Regions from separate parts of the Mus musculus genome. Here regions 1 and 2 are each linked to region 3. The links are chromatin contacts, called in public HiChIP or PLAC-seq maps. All regions are on one chromosome and are shown on one strand. Each heading gives the region's core, a stretch centred on a gene start, on an enhancer-like site or on the middle of the called end of the contact. The rest is flanking DNA. Distances are from core to core; before and after follow the strand shown. Region 1 has its middle 12 kb from the start of Tnfsf11. Region 2 overlaps Tnfsf11 (tumor necrosis factor (ligand) superfamily, member 11). Region 3 holds the start of Akap11 (A kinase (PRKA) anchor protein 11).

Region 1 (2,700 bases), core at 35-2,534, 220 kb before region 3:
TCATCGGGGTTTTTAGTGACTCCTTGAAGGCTTCGCTCCGGAAACTTATGACTGAAGATGCCTAGCCCCAGCTGAGTGCTTAAAGCACTTCCCCCACCAATCAGCTTCTGTAATGCCCATCCCATTTGCTTTCTTCCAGCCAGCCTGCCTCATGAGGTGCCTTCTTGGATCAGGTCCCTTTGACGTTTGTCCTCAGACTGTCTCCTTTCTGGTCACCCACGACTTGTCCCTGGGATACACTTGGTCCTGTTGTCAGTGAAAACAAACTATGTTTTCACAGTGTGCCACTTTGTCTCAGCTCTGCTGCTGGACAGACAGCCACTACCATGGCTTCTAACTTTTAGACTTCTTAGAAAAGGATTAAAATTTCACTCTCTGCACCTCAACAAATATCACCTTCCCCAGCTGCTCCTCTGAAAAACACTTCTCAAGTAATTTTCCCATTTGGTCAGGTTTGCTTTGCTTACCCAGCCCTCCTTTTTGCTAATAGAATTCTTTGAAACCCCCCCCCCCCTCTCTCTCTCTCTCTATCCCTCCCTCCCTCCCTCCCTCTCATTCCTACTTTACCCTACTGTCACACAAGCAGACAGCCACTTACCGTATAGTATAATTAGCAAAATGTCTTGGGAGCACATAAGAGAAGTTTTTAACCTTGGCCATAAAAGACTTGTTGAAGGAAGCCATATTTAAACAAGACTTGTGGGATGAGTAATCATTATTTAAGCAAAGTGGGAAAATATAGGGGCCAAGAAACAAAACAGGATGTATTCAAGGAACTGAAAGTTTAGTGTCACAGCGTGTGAGGATAGAACGTGTGAGGAGAGACCAGGATGCTGAAAAAACAAGCCTTTGTCTCTTCAGATAAAAAGTTGGATTTTCTTCTGAGGCAGTGCAAAGCCTTTAAAATGTTCTCTCTGTGTGTTTTGCTGCATGGTTCAGAAGGTGTTCGAGCTGCAGTGTGGAGGACAGGCTTGTGGAGGAAGATCATAGATGATGGGCAGAGCAAGCCTGGAGGAGAAGTTGGTTATATGGCCACTGCCAAATACAGGCAAGGACCAGCAGTAAATGGCAGAAGTGGTGTGGAAGTAGAATCCTCAGAGCCATTTAGTCAAAGAAGCCACTGGGTTTGGTTGTGAGAAGATGAGGAAGACCAAAGACCCAAGATGTCACCCAAGTCACTGCCTTTACTGAGATGAACACCCAGGAGGAGTCACAGGCTCTCCAGGTCCTGACTGCAGGTCGGAGGAGCCTGTGACATCTTTCCTGCTTCATTACTGAGGTGACTCCTCCTATTCAGCCTTCAGGTCCCTACTCATAACTCCTTCCCACTTCCCGCACACACAGAGACTTAGTTAAACAATGCTTTCACTTTGTCCCTCTCTCACTCACTTCACCTCTATCACTTTCTTTGTTTCAGTGACTCTAATCATTTCTGTGTAGTCTTGAAGACACGGAGTCTGCTTATTTATTATGTGTACCCCGCACCATCCAGCAGTCAAGTTCCTGACACGTGGCAGAGAGAGGCCTCCTGAATTTTAAACCAGATAGGAATGCTTGTGGGGAGGTATTTCTGAGCAGGCATGTTGCAGAAGTAACAGGTGTGGCATCTGCCACCATCACAGCAGACACACAGGTCACTGCTCCACAGCAACACGGCTCTTCCAGCCTGGGAAAGAGAGAGAACTGACCTCTATTCAGATGGGGCTTTGCTCAACACCAAACTGCACCAAAGGTCTGGGCAAACGTCTCATCGAGGCTGTCTAGTTAGAGAACTTTCGTTCTTTCTGTAGTCACAGCTCTCAACCATCAAAAAAGATTCGGATTTTAGAAAAGCCCTCCGTGGAAACTTCAGAGTAGAAGGGACTGGTCTAACCATGAATCTATTCCTGCTCCGTGACAGAGTGAAAGTTTTAGGAGCCTGCCCTAAAACCAAGCAGTTAAAAACGGGGACCTTGTGGTCTCACATCCTGTGATTAAATCCAAGCTGCGCCACTAACAGGAGAGGTGACCTCTATTTCTGGGTCTGGGTTTCATTCTTTGAAAAGCTAAGGTAAAACACTACAGGATGGCTACAGAGCCATGGTGCCAGCAGACCTGAGTGGTGAGAGCTCTGGTTTAGTACTGCCGAGTTGTTTTGAGTTCAGTGTGAGTGGACATATATGGAAACTCCAGCTAACATTGCTTAACATATGTACTGCTGTTCCAACCACTCTTCATCTCGCTGCTATACTCACTATGGCCACACCACAGCATCCTTACTCAACCTGATCATATTTTTGAAACTGAATCTCTTTAGGTGTCTTAGTATGTCCCAGAATTCCTGAGCTCAAGGGATCATCCTGCTTCCGGTCACTCTGAGCAGTTTCAGATGGATTTTTGCTGCTATCATCAGCACCGGAAGTAAGGAAGACCACCAGGAAAGTACACATGATCTATGTTCTTTGCTAACCTGCCTCGGTGGAAGCTGCAAACCCTGCACTAGGAAGAACAAGGCAAGGGGAGTCCAAGTTCAAATGCTTTAGGTCAGACTGGTCCACCCGGTGAGACAGACCCTCATGTCAATAATTGTAAAACTTACACGTGAAAGTCTGTGTGCTTTATCTAGTGACAGTACTCATATCTTAGTAGAATGATCACTTACTTGTTTCTTTCTTTAAAAGTAAACTCGGATGCACAAGAAGACAGAAAGCTATGAAAGAA
Region 2 (2,700 bases), core at 162-2,661, 250 kb before region 3:
TTGTTGGTTTTTTTTTTCCAAACCCAGGAAATAGCTGCTCATCTTGAGAAGTTGGGCCCACTTATGGGAGGCCACACTGGTAAGAATAAATACCAAACTCTGAGTTGTACTTGAAAGTCCTTGGCTGGCTCTAGGGATTTCAACACTTCCAACCAATTTCTAAACCGCCTTTACAAACTGCCAAATAACTAACTACTAGGAACAAGACCCCGAGTATATAAGATTAAATTGGTTTTATGTTTGTTTGACTGCAATCTGGATACCATCCTTCTAAATAATAAAAATATATGTCCCAGCTGCCTAGGTTCCATGTAAAAGGTCAAGTTATTGGAGTCTGGGTTTATCAGTCTGAAATCCCATTTGGACTGTGATAGGAATCACGTGATCCATTGGTACCTGTCAATCAAATCACGGGAGAAGCAATTTGTACAGCCAGATGCTCCCGACACTAGACACTATCGCAGCAGTCAGTAGCAAGGGTCTCAGGTGGCTGCCTCCCTCTGCAATACCACAGCAGCTGCAGGGACATCTGGCTGGTTGAACAAGGATTTAACACCCCGCTTGCCAGATATAATACAGGGTTCATACACTTGTTAACATATGTAATGCATTCATTTTAACATCTTAATGATACCCTTCATGTAATTCTTCTCCAACCTAGTTACAAGAATAGTGCATTCATCAGCCAGTTAGCACTTGAATGCCACACTCCCGGCTCTTTCTGGAAATGAATAGTCCATTTCCCACTCCTGCTGGGAAGTCCTGTGGACTTCTACTTGGTAAATAGCTCAGAAATCCTATCTCCTCCTCCCGGGCCCAGGCTGCAGCATCAAGATCCCATCACTCCTCAGGAAGACAATTGCCTCTTCCTACCTAATCTCACAGTCTTTGTGCCACAGACAGATGCATGGATGGTGGCAGGAAAAAGCATCTTAAGTACAAGGGGAACTTGTCCCTCCTCTTCTTGAAATCACTTGGTGACTTCAGGAACAAGTACAGTCCTAAGGTTTATAAGGCCCCCTCACGACTGGGCCTCTGTGATATTGCAAGATAGATAGAGGGAGAGACAGACAGACAGACAGACAGACAGAGACAGAGAGACAGAGAGAGACAGAGAGAGAGAGAGAAGGAGGAGGAGGAGGGAGAGAGAGAGACAGAGAGACACAGAGAGACAGAGAGAAGAAGAAGAAAGAGGAGGAGGACGACGAGGACGAGGAGGACGAGGAGGACGAGGACGAGGAGGAAGAGGGAGAGGGAGAGAGAGAGAGAAGGAGGGAGGAAGGGAGGGAGGGAGAGGGGGGATAGGAGCATCTTCTGTTATTCATAAACCTTTTTCAACCAGACCTATTCATGCCAATGAGATAACTCAAGGGATGGGAGCTGGTTGCCAAAGCAACCAAGTACACGATTAGGAGATAGGAATTTTGCAAGGCGTATCCCACTGTCCTTCCACATCTTAAGACTTAGAAACTGTTTTGGTCAAGGGGAAAACTGGAACACTTGCTATCTGAAGTCTTTGGGTGTAGAGAAAGCAATAAGCTGTTAACTGAGCTGACTGCCTGGCTTCATAGCTCTTCCTCCCCTGTGGGCCACCTCCTCCCTCAAGGATGCTGGCAGCACTGTGGGTAGATGCCGGCAGTACTGTGTGGAGCTGCTTCTGATGGTGCCGGGTGCCAGAACCTGGCTTCCCATTCATGGGCACCATTGATACCTGCTGCTCCTTTTGCTAAACCTGAGAATCTTGAGGAGAAAAGACCAAATCCACGATTGTCCAATTAAAGCAAGCAAGCTGTAGTTTGGGATGCACCACGAACTCGTCAGCCAGATGACTCACCCTAAGTCTCAGGATTCAAGAGAGCAGCCCCTGCTGGCCTCATGAAATTCCTTTTTTTTTTTTTTTAAGAAGAGGTAAGGTGTTCACAGGGGTGAGAGTTGGCTATTATATACATTGTTAGAAAGAATGATAGGGATGGAACGAGGGTACAGTGTACATCACGTACACGGGGTTGCAGTTTACATCAGATTTAAGAAATGGGTGCTTGGTTCCAGATCCTGGGTCAAGGGACTGAGATGCTTATCTTACACACCAAAGCAGACCTGGCCTCCAGGTTCTCCCAGCATCCCTCAGTCCCTAGCTGGCATACTCTGCCCCCAACCGTGAACTTTCCAGCCCAGGGGCTGGGCTGCCCTTCCCTTAGGGGCTCTTCTCTATATAATCCACACATTTTGTTCTCCTCCCTCTCTTCTCTCTCTCTCTCTCTCTCTCTCTCTCTCTCTCTCTCTCTCTCTCTCTCTCTCCCCTTCTCTCTGTTCATGCACACTTTCTCTCTTTAGTTCCCCCCTCTCCTCTCTCTCTTCCAATGGCGACTTCCCTGGCCTCCTTCCCAGGGGCCAGAGAACTCGCCCAAGAGTAGCTTCCCAACAAACCTTTCTTTAATATAATCTAATCTGGCTGGAATTGGCTCATTTGACCAGCGGAGAAATAACTTATCAACAGAAACCTATTCTTAATTACAAATAGAAACCTTAATTTGCAAGGGCTTAACATAGGACAAACAGGAACTTATTTTTAACTGCCTTAAATGCAAAAAGAACCCTTAACATGCAAGGAATATTGTTTCTGTTTTGGTTCCCCATTGACTTGCAAGGTGTATCGTTCCTGGTTTGGTCTTGTACCTAGCCAGAATGCCCTAGTGGTAC
Region 3 (2,700 bases), core at 1-2,500:
TTCAGAGGCTTGAGAAGGCTAGCAAATCTCTCACTACAGTTCTGGGCCTCCAACTTCAGAATCTTCAACAACTGAGAAACATCACTGGGCACAGAGTATATACTGCCAATTCCTTTCCAGGCAGATCAGTTGAGCAGTTCTGTAGCTATCTACATTAGCCACAGCTCAGCTTATAAACCCACGTCTTCCCCAATTCCCTCATATCCCTTCATCCCTCATAAGTCAGTTACTAACTACACAACTAATTGCTTAATTTACTGCCAACCTATGATTCACAATCCTGCCTGGAAAACACAATCAAGTATGAATAACCAGGTTATTCCTTGAAAAAAATGCTTCTATAGTTTGAAAGATTAGGTGGGACTATTGAAAATGACATCAATCATACTAGGCTGCCTTTTACCAGCACACACACCAACACATACACACACACACACCAAGCAAACACAAAGACATTAAAACAAAATCACCTTTGCATGAATAAATACTCCATCTTTCCTGATGCCCTTATTTTATATATTTTCATACATAACAAAATTGAGTACCAATATAAATAACACTGCTAACAAGGTGAGAAAGATGCAAAGGAAAACAAGCGATTTAGAAGCAAATGGATAATCACAAGGCTATAAAAGAACTGCGAATATTAACTCCAGTATGCGCCAAGGCCATTAGCGATGTGTCTCAGCAGTATTGCTCACCGCAAAATGCCTTAATGCCTAAAGCTAAGCCACCTCCAACTAATAGGGTTTTTTTTTCTTTTCTTTTCTTTTTAAAGACCGTAGGCAGAGCTAAAGGACTGTCACCAAGCTATACCAGGGGTTTAGACTGTACTGTCACTGTGGTCTGGCCAGCCCATTTTCTATTTGATAGCGCAATTCGGATGCTTGGCCAGCCTGGAGGCGACGTGACAGCGATGCAAACAGCGGCATCTGGGGTTAGGGCAGCGCCGGGGACCTGGGTTCGGACGCTGACAGGGAAGGATGCTGCTGCGGAGGACAAAGTGCACCGTCCTCCCGCCCGCGCCCCACGCAGCGAGGCCACGGCGCCCGGCCGCAGTCTGGACCCGGCCCTCTGGCTCCCGGTTCCCTGCCCCGCTCACCAGGCGGCACAGCCTCTCAGCTCCCGGGCATGTCAGCCTCCCGTCACGGCCCGCAACGCCCGGTGGCGCGAGCCGCAGCGCAGCGGCGCTCCCCCTCGCCCGCCCCAGCCCGCGACGCCACCGCCGCCGCCTCCCCACGCCGCCCACTCACTCTCGCGAGAGCCGTCGCACCTCTCGCGAGAACGACCCCGTGGCCGAGCCCGCGCAAAAGGAACAAGGGGTGGGGGGAAAATATCTTCCCACGTGCTCTGGAGGGCAAAGCTGCGGGTCGCCCGTCACGTGACGCGGAGGCGCCCTCTCCATTGGCCAGGCGGCCCTCGGCCCGTGGGAGCTTTAAACCTCGAGCTGACCTACGAACTCTCGGCTGACGTCTTGCGCGCTTCCTGGTGCGTTGCCTTGGGAACGGCTTAACCCTTTCCTCTGGCAAGCGCCCGAGCCCAGGATGCTGGCATCCCATCCGCCACCCTTAGACCTTCCTGGGGCTGGTTTCCCACAGCCAGTGGCAGCCCACGACATCAGGGGTCCAGACACAGCCCATCCTTCAGAATGGGTCTGCCCGGTTCCCAACATCATCAGGGGAAACCACTGAGGAAGCCTTGGGCCCAATCGGAACCTCTGGAGTCAGTCTAAAGGGCAGTGCACTTCCCAACCCCACGGGCCATTGAAATTGGAAAATAAGGCTTTGACCACCAAGAAGCCTAGCCTTGGGTGACAAGCTGTGTGATTCCTGTTTAAATCAGAGGAATCGGTGCAGTCATGTTGCATGGTCTCCTCAAGGACATACGGTCCTCAAACTGGCCGAGAGATGAGAAGGACATTTTGAAGTAGATGCTCCTTATTTGTTTTATCCTCTTTAGGGGAGAGAGACAAGAAAGAGTACAGTCATATCTTCGTTCTCTTCAACAGCTTTTGGCTGCTTTCCTTACACGTTTTAGGCATAATTCCAGGTTGTCTATTGAACACTATGAAGACAAATAGATTAGGTTGTTGAGAGCTGGGGCCGGGTTGGGGGAGGGGGTGGATATCTGTAGGTGTTAACTCGCAGATTATCATCATCTGATGGTGGTGGTTACAATTGGGCCACTGCTTGGGGGTGGTGCCCTTGTGGGAGGAAAGATTCAGGCAGTGATTTGGATAGCAGCCCTACATCGCTAGCAGAAAGTAGAATAATTCACAAGCCCCAAATCCGGATCTAATCTAGCACATTTGAATAACAAGAAATAAACTTGGGATGATAATAGAGGCTAGATCCCTTACTGCTTCATCAACCAAGAAAAGAACTGGGAGTTTAGTCTACAATGAAAAGCTTTGACCTCTTAAAGGGGGGAACAATAACAATTAGTTTAAAAAAAAAAACAAAAAACTAGTAAGCTCTTCCCTGTAGAGAGTGAATTTTACGGAAGCTGAAACAACAAGGAACTCGTCCAGGTAAAAGACAATCCTGTGAGAACCAATTTCCAATGACCTTGACAGTCTCCAAAATGTGTTAAGTCAGAGCCCTAAGCGCTGGCTGCTGACTTGTATTTAAAATATGTAGATTTTTTTTTTTTTTTATCATTTTGTTGTTTTAAACTACTTGAGAAGCGAATGGCCTGAGA

The links. HiChIP or PLAC-seq counts read pairs in DNA pulled down with a chosen protein or histone mark.
Region 1: a contact with region 3 is called in an H3K4me3 HiChIP or PLAC-seq map of the SCID.adh cell line, with 6 times the contacts expected there. The contact joins the enhancer-like site here to the promoter of Akap11 in region 3. A contact is called at or near these places in 2 of 115 datasets of contacts at active chromatin or transcription factors (the 230-238 cell line and the SCID.adh cell line).
Region 2: a contact with region 3 is called in an H3K27ac HiChIP or PLAC-seq map of embryonic stem cells, with 5 read pairs. The contact joins the enhancer-like site here to the promoter of Akap11 in region 3. A contact is called at or near these places in 3 of 39 promoter capture datasets (the 3T3-L1 cell line, hippocampal neurons and pre-B cells), 2 of 15 datasets of contacts at CTCF or cohesin (large pre-B cells and pro-B cells), 3 of 484 Hi-C or Micro-C datasets (B cells and embryonic stem cells), 4 of 115 datasets of contacts at active chromatin or transcription factors (embryonic stem cells and large pre-B cells) and 1 of 9 other capture datasets (embryonic stem cells).

What each region holds. Positions count from the first base shown.
Region 1 is chr14:78,318,462-78,321,161 of GRCm38.p6, forward strand. No RefSeq gene overlaps it. Among named protein-coding and RNA genes, the nearest start is that of Tnfsf11, 12 kb to the left of the region's middle. Within about 2 kb of position 1,285, at least 18 of the 459 cell types and tissues checked have an H3K27ac peak or open chromatin away from gene starts, as enhancers often do. A contact at or near this core is called in the 230-238 cell line and the SCID.adh cell line, where this site is marked.
Region 2 is chr14:78,288,495-78,291,194 of GRCm38.p6, forward strand. The region is part of intron 2 of Tnfsf11 (tumor necrosis factor (ligand) superfamily, member 11); the gene reads right to left. Among named protein-coding and RNA genes, the nearest start is that of Tnfsf11, 18 kb to the right of the region's middle. Within about 2 kb of position 1,412, at least 27 of the 459 cell types and tissues checked have an H3K27ac peak or open chromatin away from gene starts, as enhancers often do. A contact at or near this core is called in embryonic stem cells and pro-B cells, where this site is marked.
Region 3 is chr14:78,535,610-78,538,309 of GRCm38.p6, forward strand. It overlaps Akap11 (A kinase (PRKA) anchor protein 11), which reads right to left and starts at 1,251. Exons shown (of 12, transcript NM_001164503.1): 1 at 1,103-1,251.